Regions from separate parts of the Sus scrofa genome. Here all the other regions are linked to region 2. The links are chromatin contacts, called in public Hi-C and promoter capture Hi-C maps. All regions are on one chromosome and are shown on one strand. Each heading gives the region's core, a stretch centred on a gene start, on an enhancer-like site or on the middle of the called end of the contact. The rest is flanking DNA. Distances are from core to core; before and after follow the strand shown. Region 1 holds the start of GXYLT1 (glucoside xylosyltransferase 1). Region 2 holds the start of PRICKLE1 (prickle-like protein 1). Region 3 has its middle 390 kb from the start of ADAMTS20.

Region 1 (3,434 bases), core at 536-3,035, 420 kb after region 2:
GTAAAAGTTTATTGTGTACACACCAAAAAGACAGTTAGCAAACTTGGAGCACTCAAACCGAAATATGGGGTGAGGCTCAGAGGTATATTGTAAAGCAGCCTATATAGTGTGAAGACAGTATTTATTATTTGCAGTGATTGGTTAAAATTCTAAAATTAAAATTTTATTTTTTTGTGGCTTAAACTTCAAACATTGGATATTTTATTCAGCTGCTCTTCTTTTTAATATTCTTTCTTCTATGTTTCAGGTGTACAGCATTATAATCCAACATCTATCTGCTGCAAAGTAATCACCACCTGAGTCTAGTTATCATTCATCCCCATACAGTTGACCCCCTTCACCCATTTGCCCATCCCTCCCCTAGAATTTTCTTGAATGAAAGAGAATCAGTTCATGGTTACCTCATATCAATTTGGGGGAACTATTTAAGTTCTGCTTATGATTTTCAGATGCATAAGCAAGAAGTTACCCAGGTCAAGTTGACCTTGCTTATCCTGTAAAATAAGCTCAATTGCTTTGCTTGTTTTGGTTTTGTCTGCTCAGGGAATTAAGTCTGGTCTCTGTATTTGGTTTTAACTTATATGAAATGTCTGTTGACCAAGACCACAGATAGAACTGATACCTCCTTTGTGTGTGTGCCCACACCTTTACAGGCTTATAGCCTAAAGTCTTTATGGTTGCATTGAACTTATTTACAAGTATCCACTGTCCCACCCCATGCCCCTTCTAGACGTCTTTGTACCCAAAGGAACTGAGTGATGCTCCATAAATGCTCAATAAATGGAGTGGAAATACGGCTGAGAAAGAGGGAAAAGAAAAGGAAAGCTAAAGACAAAGCTCTTTAGGGAGAGTATTAATTGTTTTGGATATGCAAATAATGAGTCATAAGGATGATCCAAAAGGGAGGACCTCATGGATGGGTGGCAGGATACGCATCCTCAACATCATGACGTAATTAGATGTTGGGTGACAACGCTTGTGGAGGATGGAGCTTAAAAAATGGCTTAATGCAGAGTTCGCATCGTGGCTCAGCGGTTAGGGAACCCAACTAGCATCCCTGAGGACGCGTGTACGATCCCTGGCATCACTCAGTGGGCTGAGGATCCAGTGATGCCCTGAGCTGTGGTGCAGGTTGCAGAGGCGGCTCGGATCCAGCGTTGCTGTGGCTGCGGCGCGGGCCGGCAGCAGTACCTCCGATTGGACCCCCTAGCCTGGGAACCTCCAAATGACGTAGGCATAGCCCCCAAAAGACCAAAAAAACAAAAAACTTAATGACGAGCCTTCTCAGTCCAAGGTGTTTATCATGCGTTAAGCACTTTAATCTTTAAAACCACCCTAAGATGAGGATATCCTCTCCATTTTAGAGACGATCAAACATGCTCGGAAAATTGAGGTTGCTCAACATCCCAAGCTACCATGTGGAAGAACCATAATTAGAATTTGGGTCAGCTGCTTCCAACGCTCTGCTAGTTTCGCTGCACCTCTCCTCCACAGTTGGGAGCCGCAAGGTTCCGCGGACTCGCCCGCCGGGAGGGTTGCACTACCCCGGGACCCTGCGCGAGCCGCAACCCTCGCGCCCCAAGCCACCCGGCGCCCCCAGCCCTCCGCTTTCAGTGCGCCGGCGCGTCTGGCCGCCCGCCCTCTGGGGAGGGGCCCGGGGCGGAGGCAGTATCGGGGCTCCGGGGCGGGGTGTTAGCGCGCTCGCTAAGGTGGTGGGCGGGGAGGGAAGAAGGAAGGGGGAGGGCGCGAGGCCGCAGCGGAGGAGGAACTGTTGCGCCCGCGGCTGCGCGGTGCTGCTCCCTCCGCTCCAGTTCGCCCGAGCGGGCGCGGCGGCGACGGCGGAGGTGGCGGCGCGGGCCCGACGGGATGCGGCGCTACCTGCGCCTCGTGGTACTGTGCCTGGCCTGCGGCTTCTGCTCGCTCCTCTACGCCTTCAGCCAGCTCGCCGTGTCCCTGGAGGAAGGTGCGGGCGGCGGTGGCGGGAAGCCGCAGGCCGCAGCGGCTTCCTGGCTCGGGGGCGGCGGGCGCGGCGCCGCAAGAGGGGCGGGCAGCGCGGGCCAGGCGGCGCATCCCGGCCGGTCGGACAGGTACGAGCGGTTCCCTGTCGGGGGGCTGGGGCGAGGGGCGCCGAGTCGCGGGTCTCGATTTGGCCGGGGCTGCACGAGGGGCCGTCCCGCGCCTCCCGCCACCGGGCCCGCGTCTCCCGCTTCTTTGCTGCCGACTCTGACCCCCTTTGCTCGTTTCCCTCCTTCCCCTCACCCTGGGGGTGAGCCTGGCGCTACTCCAGCCTGAAAGCACCCACGCTTTTTGTGTTTGTCTTCTTACCCATTGGTTATGCACTATTCAAAGCAGTTAGAAATTAATTTTCAACTTTTAAATGATAGTTGCATCTCCCCCCCACCTTCTTAGGAGTCATTGAAAATTAGAGGGTCCTACAAAAGCCTCTTGCTGTTTGGCTAGTGGGAATTCCCTCTTGTTTCCATGGCGTTCAAGTTGAGATATTTAAACATCGGGCTGACTCCCTAGTTCAGTTTCCACCCCCTCCTGAATGGGACGTCTCATTTTCTTGTTAACGCTTACATTTTTCATTAGCCGGTTAGTTAAATCTGGACAGAGCATTTTATAAGGATTGTGAATTTTTCTTTAGGAAACAATCGGTCTATTGTGAAACTTATAGCGAGTTAAGAAAAATAAGCGATACTTAAGCTCACGTCCTTTGTGAGTTGGGATAGAGGTGGCTTTCTTTAAGAATCGGAGTTTAAAAAGCAGCATAGTGACTTAAGTGGATTTACGCAAATCACTGCCAGCGTTGAAATCAACGTGAGATTTAAGCGAAAAAAAGAATGCAGCGCATTACGAATGCTTAACCAAATCTGAGCGTTTCCACTTCCTTGAAAAAGAGGCGCCTCTCTTACTCGGGAGAGCTCCCTTAACAAGAGGCAAAAGCTGCTTTGATATTGGAGAGTATCGGGTTGGTTGGAGGAGTGCAGGTCAGCTGTAGGCTGTTTAACATTCTTCTGAGAGTTGATGGTCATTCCCAAAATGAAAGGGGACGTTTGAACAGAGGAGCAGAGCCCATGGAAAAGCTGGATTGTCATGATTTCACCCAGGGGTTTGATTACAGTCAGGACTTTGTTCATAAAAGCAGAACTACTTCCAGAGCCAGGTTTGTGAACGCTCAGTTATCTGTCCTGGGAGAGGCAATAACTGAAGATCTGGATAAACTCATGAAAAGCTGGTCATGGTCTATTACGCTGGAGTGAAGCATTTAAAGTTATGGGGAAGGAACTATTTTTGCATTGGGTAGAATTATAAGGAAGCAACATTTTAATCAAAACATTGAGTGAAATTGGACTCATTTCGACTTGATAGGGTAACATTCACTTTTAGTGCCTGCCTTAGATACTTATATATTATTTTGTGACTAATTTTTA
Region 2 (3,354 bases), core at 308-2,807:
AAGACAGCCTAGGTTGTTTCCCCCAGATTCCCATCAGTTACAAACACCAGGAACAAGTGGAATTATTTCATCTTTCCTGAGGGCTCTGTGATCAGAGGTTTAGAAACTCAGCCCTGAATCTAGAGGGGAGAAAGTTTCTACAGTGCAGGGAGATCTGAATCAGACTTGGAATTACAGAGCCCAGGGCTGAGGCCAAACATTCCCCAAGATTTGTAACATTTCCCCTTCCTCTGCCTTTAGATGTTATTGCTTTAATCCTTTTTTTACATCAACTCTGAATCTGTCGAGAATTCCCTTATTTTATTCCCAATGATAACTGAAACTCGTTATTCTGAAAATTTTTGAAATTGACTCTTTTGATTTTTCTTAAAGAAATAGAAAATGCATCAATCCCCTCTGCCCCTCCCACACATCCTCATCTTTTTGGAAGATGTTACAGTGTCCTAGAGGGTTGTGGAAGGGATTGAGAGGTCAATGAAGCCCCAGCTTTGCAGAGACACCTGTCAAGCTGGGCTCAGCGGCTGCCGCAGAGATGTGCCCTCTGTAACCCCAGGGGACACGGTACCCACACGGTGTGAGACTCCACTGATCTGAAGCTGGAAAGAGCGAGGGGTTTTGAGGTTCTAAGATGACACAGATGTCAGGGTAGAACTTTCAAACAAGCTAAGCCCCAATTCACCCTGAGCGACTTTGCCTGAGAGCCCAGCCCAGGAAACTGGGCAGACTGAAAACATGGAGAGCAGTCAGGCCGATGAAAAATGATCCTCGAGATCAAATTAATGCTTTAAACACGACCTGAAGTGCGCCACGCTAATTTGGATCGGGCCAGGGACATGGCGATGGGCTGAGGTTCTCCTGTGCAGTACCCAGACTTTGAGATTTCGATATGACCAGCACCGTCTAGGAGGGAAGGGAACGGACTAAAAGCCAAATCTTTGGTTGCTTGCTCCGAGGTGGAGACAGCCCAGAGGGGGGTTACACAAGGTAGGATCGAGTCCAAGCGGGCCCCCAGCAAGGCGAGGCGCGCGCCGGAAGGAATCTAAGTAAGAGTTTAATTAACTCTCCCCGCCCCCGCCCAAGTCAAAGGAAAAGAAACCCAAAGAGGCAACCCCCAAATCGTTTGATCAGAGGAAATTGGGTTTGTCTTTTCCCCCCCTTTCACCCTTCCTGTCTTTCCATCCATCAGAATGGTTTGTTTAAAAAAAAAAAAAAAAAGAAGAAGCCTTTAAAAGGGGGGGGGCGGGGCAGAGGAGACGACCCAACAGCACTTGAGAATCTGGGTTGTGCCCTTGCGAACTTCGTGCAACAGATCCCTGGCGCCCAGCTCAGCCCTCCCGCTGCGCCAAGCAAGTCCTGCACGCCCGGCCTCCCCGCGCCCTCTGCAGCAGGAGCCGGGAGCAGATCTTGCCTCTCGTGGCCGAGCAGGGGGCGCGTGGGCGCGCGAGCGTCCCGGATCCCGCGGCGGCATCCGCGCTCCGCGTTTTCGCTCGCGCCGGGCCCGCGGCCGAGGACGGGGTGCGCGGTGGCGCGGCGCGGGCTGGGCTGCGGGGCGCACTCTGCCTGCAACCCAGCGAGCGCCGCCTCCCGCGGCCGCCGCGCCCGACAGCGCGCCCCGGAGCGTGCCCGCCTCGCGCTGCCTGCACTGACCTCCGCGGGGGCGCCGCGGCCGCCCCAGCCACGTCCCGGGCTCCGGATGGTTCGCGTCCTGCCCACCCTCGCCCGCCCCTGACTCCGTGGACCGCAGCTCCGCAGACCCGCCGCGGCGCCGACGACCGTCTAGCCGAGTCCGGCTCCCTCGCCCGGGTGAGTGGGCTCCGCAGAAGGGCTACGGGTGCGGCGGTGGGGGGCGAGCGCGCAGGGGAAGGGCCGGGCAAGGTCCGCGTCATTGCGGGGGGTCATTGGCACCCAGGCTGGGTTGGTGTCGCAGAAAATGGGGGAGATGGGTATAATTGGTTTGTTGGGTTGTGTAGACAGCGAAAGCAGATACTGGGGCTGCAGTACCAAGAGGGCTTCGGATAGGCTGCACGCACGGCTCCGGTTTGCTGCATCACAACCAACTCTTGATTCTCTCCTGCGGGGAAACCCGCTCAGTGGCCCCAGAGTTAGGGCTCTGCGGGACGCAACGAGGCCAGGAAGGTTGGCCTGTGTCCGCCGCTTAGGATCGCCTGTCACCTACTGGCGTCCGCGGGGAGGGTGCGGATTCTCTCCTAAGGCTCTGGGGGAAAGGACCGATTGCTTTTTGGCTGGGGTGCACCAGCTCCCCGCTCCCCTCCCGCCCCAGCAGTGGTGTTTTCTGAATGTAACACGGATATGGGAAAGAATGGGAGCGTCTTCTTCCCTTTAGGGAGAAAAAGTTGAAGAAATCAGGCATGTTAATAATTAGCAGGACCGGGACTCAGGATGCAGCAGAAAGCTGTTAAATTTACATTGCCCTCTAAGAAAAACAAACGGCATCGCCGGCGACTATTGGCAGTGCGGTGTTATTCTGGGGACTTTGGGAAAATTGTCCACAGATTGTCTTGGGGAGGCTGAAGAAGGAGGTGGGGGTGGGGGAAGGATGGCTGGCTCCGCAGAGTTCCAGCTTGCCTAAGGAGGACTCAGAATCACAAGCCAAACACGTTTGGTTGCTGATTTTGAAGAGTATGGGAAGCAGCTGTTGTGGCCCTGAGCAAGGTGAGGAAGCCAGCACGGGAACTGCCTAAAGGAGAAGAGCCTGTGAGGCTCCTGCCTCTCCGGAGGAGTTCAGATGCATCTGTGCTATAAAAAGCGTGGGTATATATGTGGCTTTTCCTATGGCTTTTATGAAGGACAGGGTGTAGGTAATGAAATTCTGTGTGTGCCTGCGGTACAGTTTTGCCGACCTCCCAATTTGAATCAGTACTTCGGAAGGCAGTGTCTGCAGCCGACGTTACATAATTGATGTGGTTCCCCATCAGATATATTTTTTAATATGCTTCTGGAGTAAAAGGAACGTCCATCTGTTACTTCAGACAGACCCAAGGTGTAGACCGGTGAGGGTCGCTGCATGTTTGCCCGGTCTGGCTCCAGATGTGTGAGCTCAGCTGTTGCCTGTCACTTAGGTGACAACTGGCCTTTTCCCACTAAGCCTTTGCTGTCTCCATTATCCTGAGTGAAGTGTCAGTGTTCAGCCGCCTTCTATTATCGGAGTGGACTCTAACCCCTTGGGAGGCGGCAGCCTTGTTTGACCATCCCCAACAATATGTCTGTTTTCAGACTTGGAAGGGAAAAGAAAAAAAAAAAAAAATCCCATGACAGCAAGATCGATACATTTGGAATTGAGCACCAACTTAATCCAAAGATTCTGTTTTAATCAAGACAGTTCTGGAAGGATGA
Region 3 (3,775 bases), core at 260-2,759, 460 kb before region 2:
AGATGGATATTGTATACTTTATCTCACATGATATTCTCAGAAGAGTTGTAGAGACATAGATTTTGAAAAACAAATTCTATTCTGTTTATTTATTTCTTCATTTTTATTTTTATTTTTTTCTTTTTATGGCTGCACCTGCAGCACATGGCTGTTTCCAGGCTAGGGGTCGAATTAGAGCCACAGCTACAGGCTTACCACACAGCCACAGCCACACCAAATCCAAGACACATCTGCAACCCACACTGCAACTTGCGGCAATGCCAGAGCCTTAACCCACTGAGCGAGGCCAGAGATGGAAACCACATCCTCAAGAGGACAATGTCAGTTGCTTAATCCACTGGAGCAACAATGGGAACTCCACAAATCTTATTTTAAATATATTAGAGTATTTTTCTAGAAGGTATCCTATGGAGAATCTTCTTGCAAAGTTTATTTTAAAATTCTTTCTAGGCTGTCATATAGTGGGATTTGGATTGCATAAAGCAAGGTATAGCCACGTGGACAGAATGACATCAGGCTCATGCTATGAACCTCCCACAAAGTAACTTCCCATTCGGTCAGCACTGCTTTGGAGTCTATAAGGCAACACCCTGACCACCGGGGGCCCACCCAAGGAAAGAGAATTTGGAGCAGAGCCAAAGAAGAGCAATGAAAATGATTAAATGGTTGGAAAATTGCCTCTCTGAAGAAAGGTCACGGGAACAAGATCTATTTGGTACAGAAATATGAAGGGGCAAACCTACCAACATACTTCAAGGATGTGAAAAGGCATAGGCAGAGGTAAGCAGCTGTTTTTGATTTTTATTTATGGTGGTAAAAGTACAGGACAGCGATTTTCAATGCAGCATAAAGGGTTAGTCCTTATAAAGTTTTTAGAAAATAATGGACTTAATTAACCCCCAAAATCATTATATTTCTTTCTTTGGAAACTTTTGCAAAAAGACTCAACTTCCTTAGAAAAGAAATGTAATGTGTTTAGACCAGACTAGATAGAAAATACATATTTAGGAATGCGGTTAGGGAGAAAGGGTCTGGCTAAGATTTATGTATCTGTGTTATACACTTGGAAAATAAAAATCATATCCAGCAAATGGGGCTGTTAGGTAAGATCTTCATTGTTTTCCGCTTTATGTTTTTTCCTATCATTTACAAAAATTGAAATCCAAGTGTCTTGTGAGTAAACTATTTTGGAAAAATCTATCAAGCATGCAGTGAAAGACTTTTTGGCAAGAAACGTTGGAATCGTGAGCAATTTAAGCAATGATTTATGAACAATTACCCGGAGAATGACAAACCAATAACGCTAAAGAGGAGAGTGCTTAGGGTTATAAACAAGGCTGAGCTCACAGAGTAACCAATCTGAGTGTCTGCTTTCCTTATCTCTGGACAGCAGTGTTGGTGTCGATAACAAGACAGTTTATACAACTTAGAGGCACCCAGGACAGTGTCTATTTTGCCTTTACCCCGACGTAAGGTCTGTGAGCTGGACTTGACAGTAATGGTTTTGGTCCTGTGGAGCCATGTGAAAGTCTTAGGGGTTGAGCAATGTTTCTGTTGGATCGTGTTACTGCTGCATTGCTCTAATGTAGTATTAATATGATACAGATGTATTAATTTATGATGGTCTCATAGATATTGAAATATATTGGCAAAAGAAACATGTGGGAAGAGCTATGCAGGTCTGCTGAGACTTCTTCAATGATCCAAAAGAAGCCGGTTGCCAGAAAGAAGCCCACTTGCCAGAGAGCAACCACACTGTCTAGACTGCCTAAATTGGTGGTATGGGAAAAATGCTGAAAGCAGATAATTGAATCAAAATGGCATATATACCTGCCACTCGGGTCGCCAGGAAAAATAAAAATCTGATTCGTTGTAAATACCAGTGATCTAAAGTGTGGCTTGACTCTGTTTTCTCCCCAGAGATTATCATCTTCAATTCAGTTCTTCAATGGAAAAAATAAATTCAAGAGGCGTTCTCGCCACACAAGGAATTCTTTGTTCAGACTGGCTACTGACATTCCAAGCAAACTTAGCCTCAAGATAATGTTATCCTCTCTGAGAATGCAGACGCTTTTTTCCTCCCCATCATCGACTTGCTGACATTAAAGACAGTCCCCACTTTCAGATACCACGTGTTTGTTACAAATGCAACTTAACGGAGCACGGCTGCAAGGCCAAGGCTGGCTGGTCTTGTGTTACATCCTGATTATGCATGAGCAATGGATGTGAGGGAAAGTAGCTCTGGTTGGTGAAAAATGAAATCTGAGCCTTTATGAGTCAATGTCCCATAAGAGGTCTGGTGACAAGCAGGCCCCCCAGAATGAACTGGTGAAAGGTGAAAACTATCTGTATCTGTCCACGAAATAAGCAGAGACCTTTCTTCTGAACATTATTTTATTTTAATTTTATTACAGTTGATTTACAGCATTTTGTCCATTTCTGCTGCACAGCATAGTGATCCAGTCATGCATGTATACATACATTCTTTTTCTCATACTCTCTTCCATCATGGTCCTTTCCAGGAGACTGGAGGTAGTTCCCTGTGCTCTACAGGAGGATCTTATTGTTTATCCTTTCTAAATACAATAATTCGATGCACCAGCTCCAAACTCCCAGTCCATCCCACTTCCTCCCCTCTCCCTCTTGGCAACCACAAGTCTGCTCTCTATTGAAGCAGGTGCTTTTTATAATTGCTACTTAAACTGTGAAGCAGAGGGCATCTTTAGACCATCTTCAATCTTGAAGCAGGCTTATTTTCCACGCTCTTTCCAAGTTTCCTATTTTCATTATCAGTATATATTGCAGTTAGGTTCATGCCTTGAGGGACCATTTCTGCAGCTATCGAATTCTTAAAATCACATAGTTTTTCATCAGGCCTCAGTTTAAGACTTGAATCTGGAGCTATTTTTCCTGAATTGGCAAGAGGTAAGAGGAAAGTAAAAGAACTTTTGTGGAGACTGCTTCCAAAGAAAGTTGTTTTTTAACAACATTTTTGGTCACATCGAAAACAGGGACTGTCTCCAGAAAGAAAGATTCTATTGAGTTTTCTCCCAGATTTTGTGGAGTCAGCTGCTTATAGATTTCATAAAAGCCTAGATAACTTCAAAACACTTTCTGCCCCACACAGTGTGGACAAGAAGGTGAGTATAGATGATATTGAGAATACTTAGATGAATATTTTGCCATCTCCAATCATTTTAAAGTAAATTTTCCATGGTTCTTTTTTAGAAGGAAGAAAAATACATTTCTTCCTTATGTTATATTAGTCCCTTATACCACCAAAACACTGGGAAATAAATGTTACCCCAGACTGCGAATGTGGCAGAGTGATTCTGAATTTCTTTCTTTCTATCTATTTATCTATCTAATGTTTCCTAATTATATATTCATCGAGTACTTACTTTGGACTTAGCGATGATAGATAGATGATAGATCAACAGATATGTGATATATAGATAAATATTTGTTATACGTCCTTTTCTCCCATGAATGTTCAATAATTTAAAAAATATTTTTGGAAACACCCAAAGCCACAGCACAGAATATGGCCATCAAATGTGAAGACAGCTAAACTTTGTAGCATCAAGATGATTTTGTAGTTCAGGGAATAACTATTTTAAAAAAGGAATAAAATGGAAAGTCCAAATTTGAGATGCATAAACCTAATCCAATTTGGTTAGCAATGGTTTTGAGTTAGTGGTGAGAAAAGTAAAGAAGTATTTGTTGACCTCTTTTCTAGTTTAGAAGATTGGAGAAAATGACCACGAATTTAAGA

What was found. Promoter capture Hi-C pulls out the DNA fragments that hold promoters and counts their contacts. A called contact is a pair of places that touch in the nucleus more often than the background predicts.
Region 1: a promoter capture Hi-C map of liver shows a contact between it and region 2, with 2.6 times the contacts expected there. The contact joins the promoter of GXYLT1 here to the promoter of PRICKLE1 in region 2. A contact is called at or near these places in 1 of 5 promoter capture datasets (liver) and 4 of 47 Hi-C or Micro-C datasets (embryonic fibroblasts, fetal heart ventricle and subcutaneous adipose tissue).
Region 3: a contact with region 2 is called in a Hi-C map of skeletal muscle, with 5 times the contacts expected there. The contact joins the enhancer-like site here to the promoter of PRICKLE1 in region 2. A contact is called at or near these places in 6 of 47 Hi-C or Micro-C datasets (embryonic fibroblasts, fetal skeletal muscle, heart right ventricle and 2 more).

Annotation. Positions count from the first base shown.
Region 1 is chr5:73,406,661-73,410,094 of Sscrofa11.1, reverse strand. It overlaps GXYLT1 (glucoside xylosyltransferase 1), which reads left to right and starts at 1,785. Exons shown (of 10, transcript XR_002344161.1): 1 at 1,785-2,087.
Region 2 is chr5:73,824,732-73,828,085 of Sscrofa11.1, reverse strand. It overlaps PRICKLE1 (prickle-like protein 1), which reads left to right and starts at 1,557. Exons shown (of 8, transcript XM_021092560.1): 1 at 1,557-1,803.
Region 3 is chr5:74,285,020-74,288,794 of Sscrofa11.1, reverse strand. No RefSeq gene overlaps it. Among named protein-coding and RNA genes, the nearest start is that of ADAMTS20, 390 kb to the left of the region's middle. Within about 2 kb of position 1,509, at least 9 of the 83 cell types and tissues checked have an H3K27ac peak or open chromatin away from gene starts, as enhancers often do. A contact at or near this core is called in fetal skeletal muscle and skeletal muscle, where this site is marked.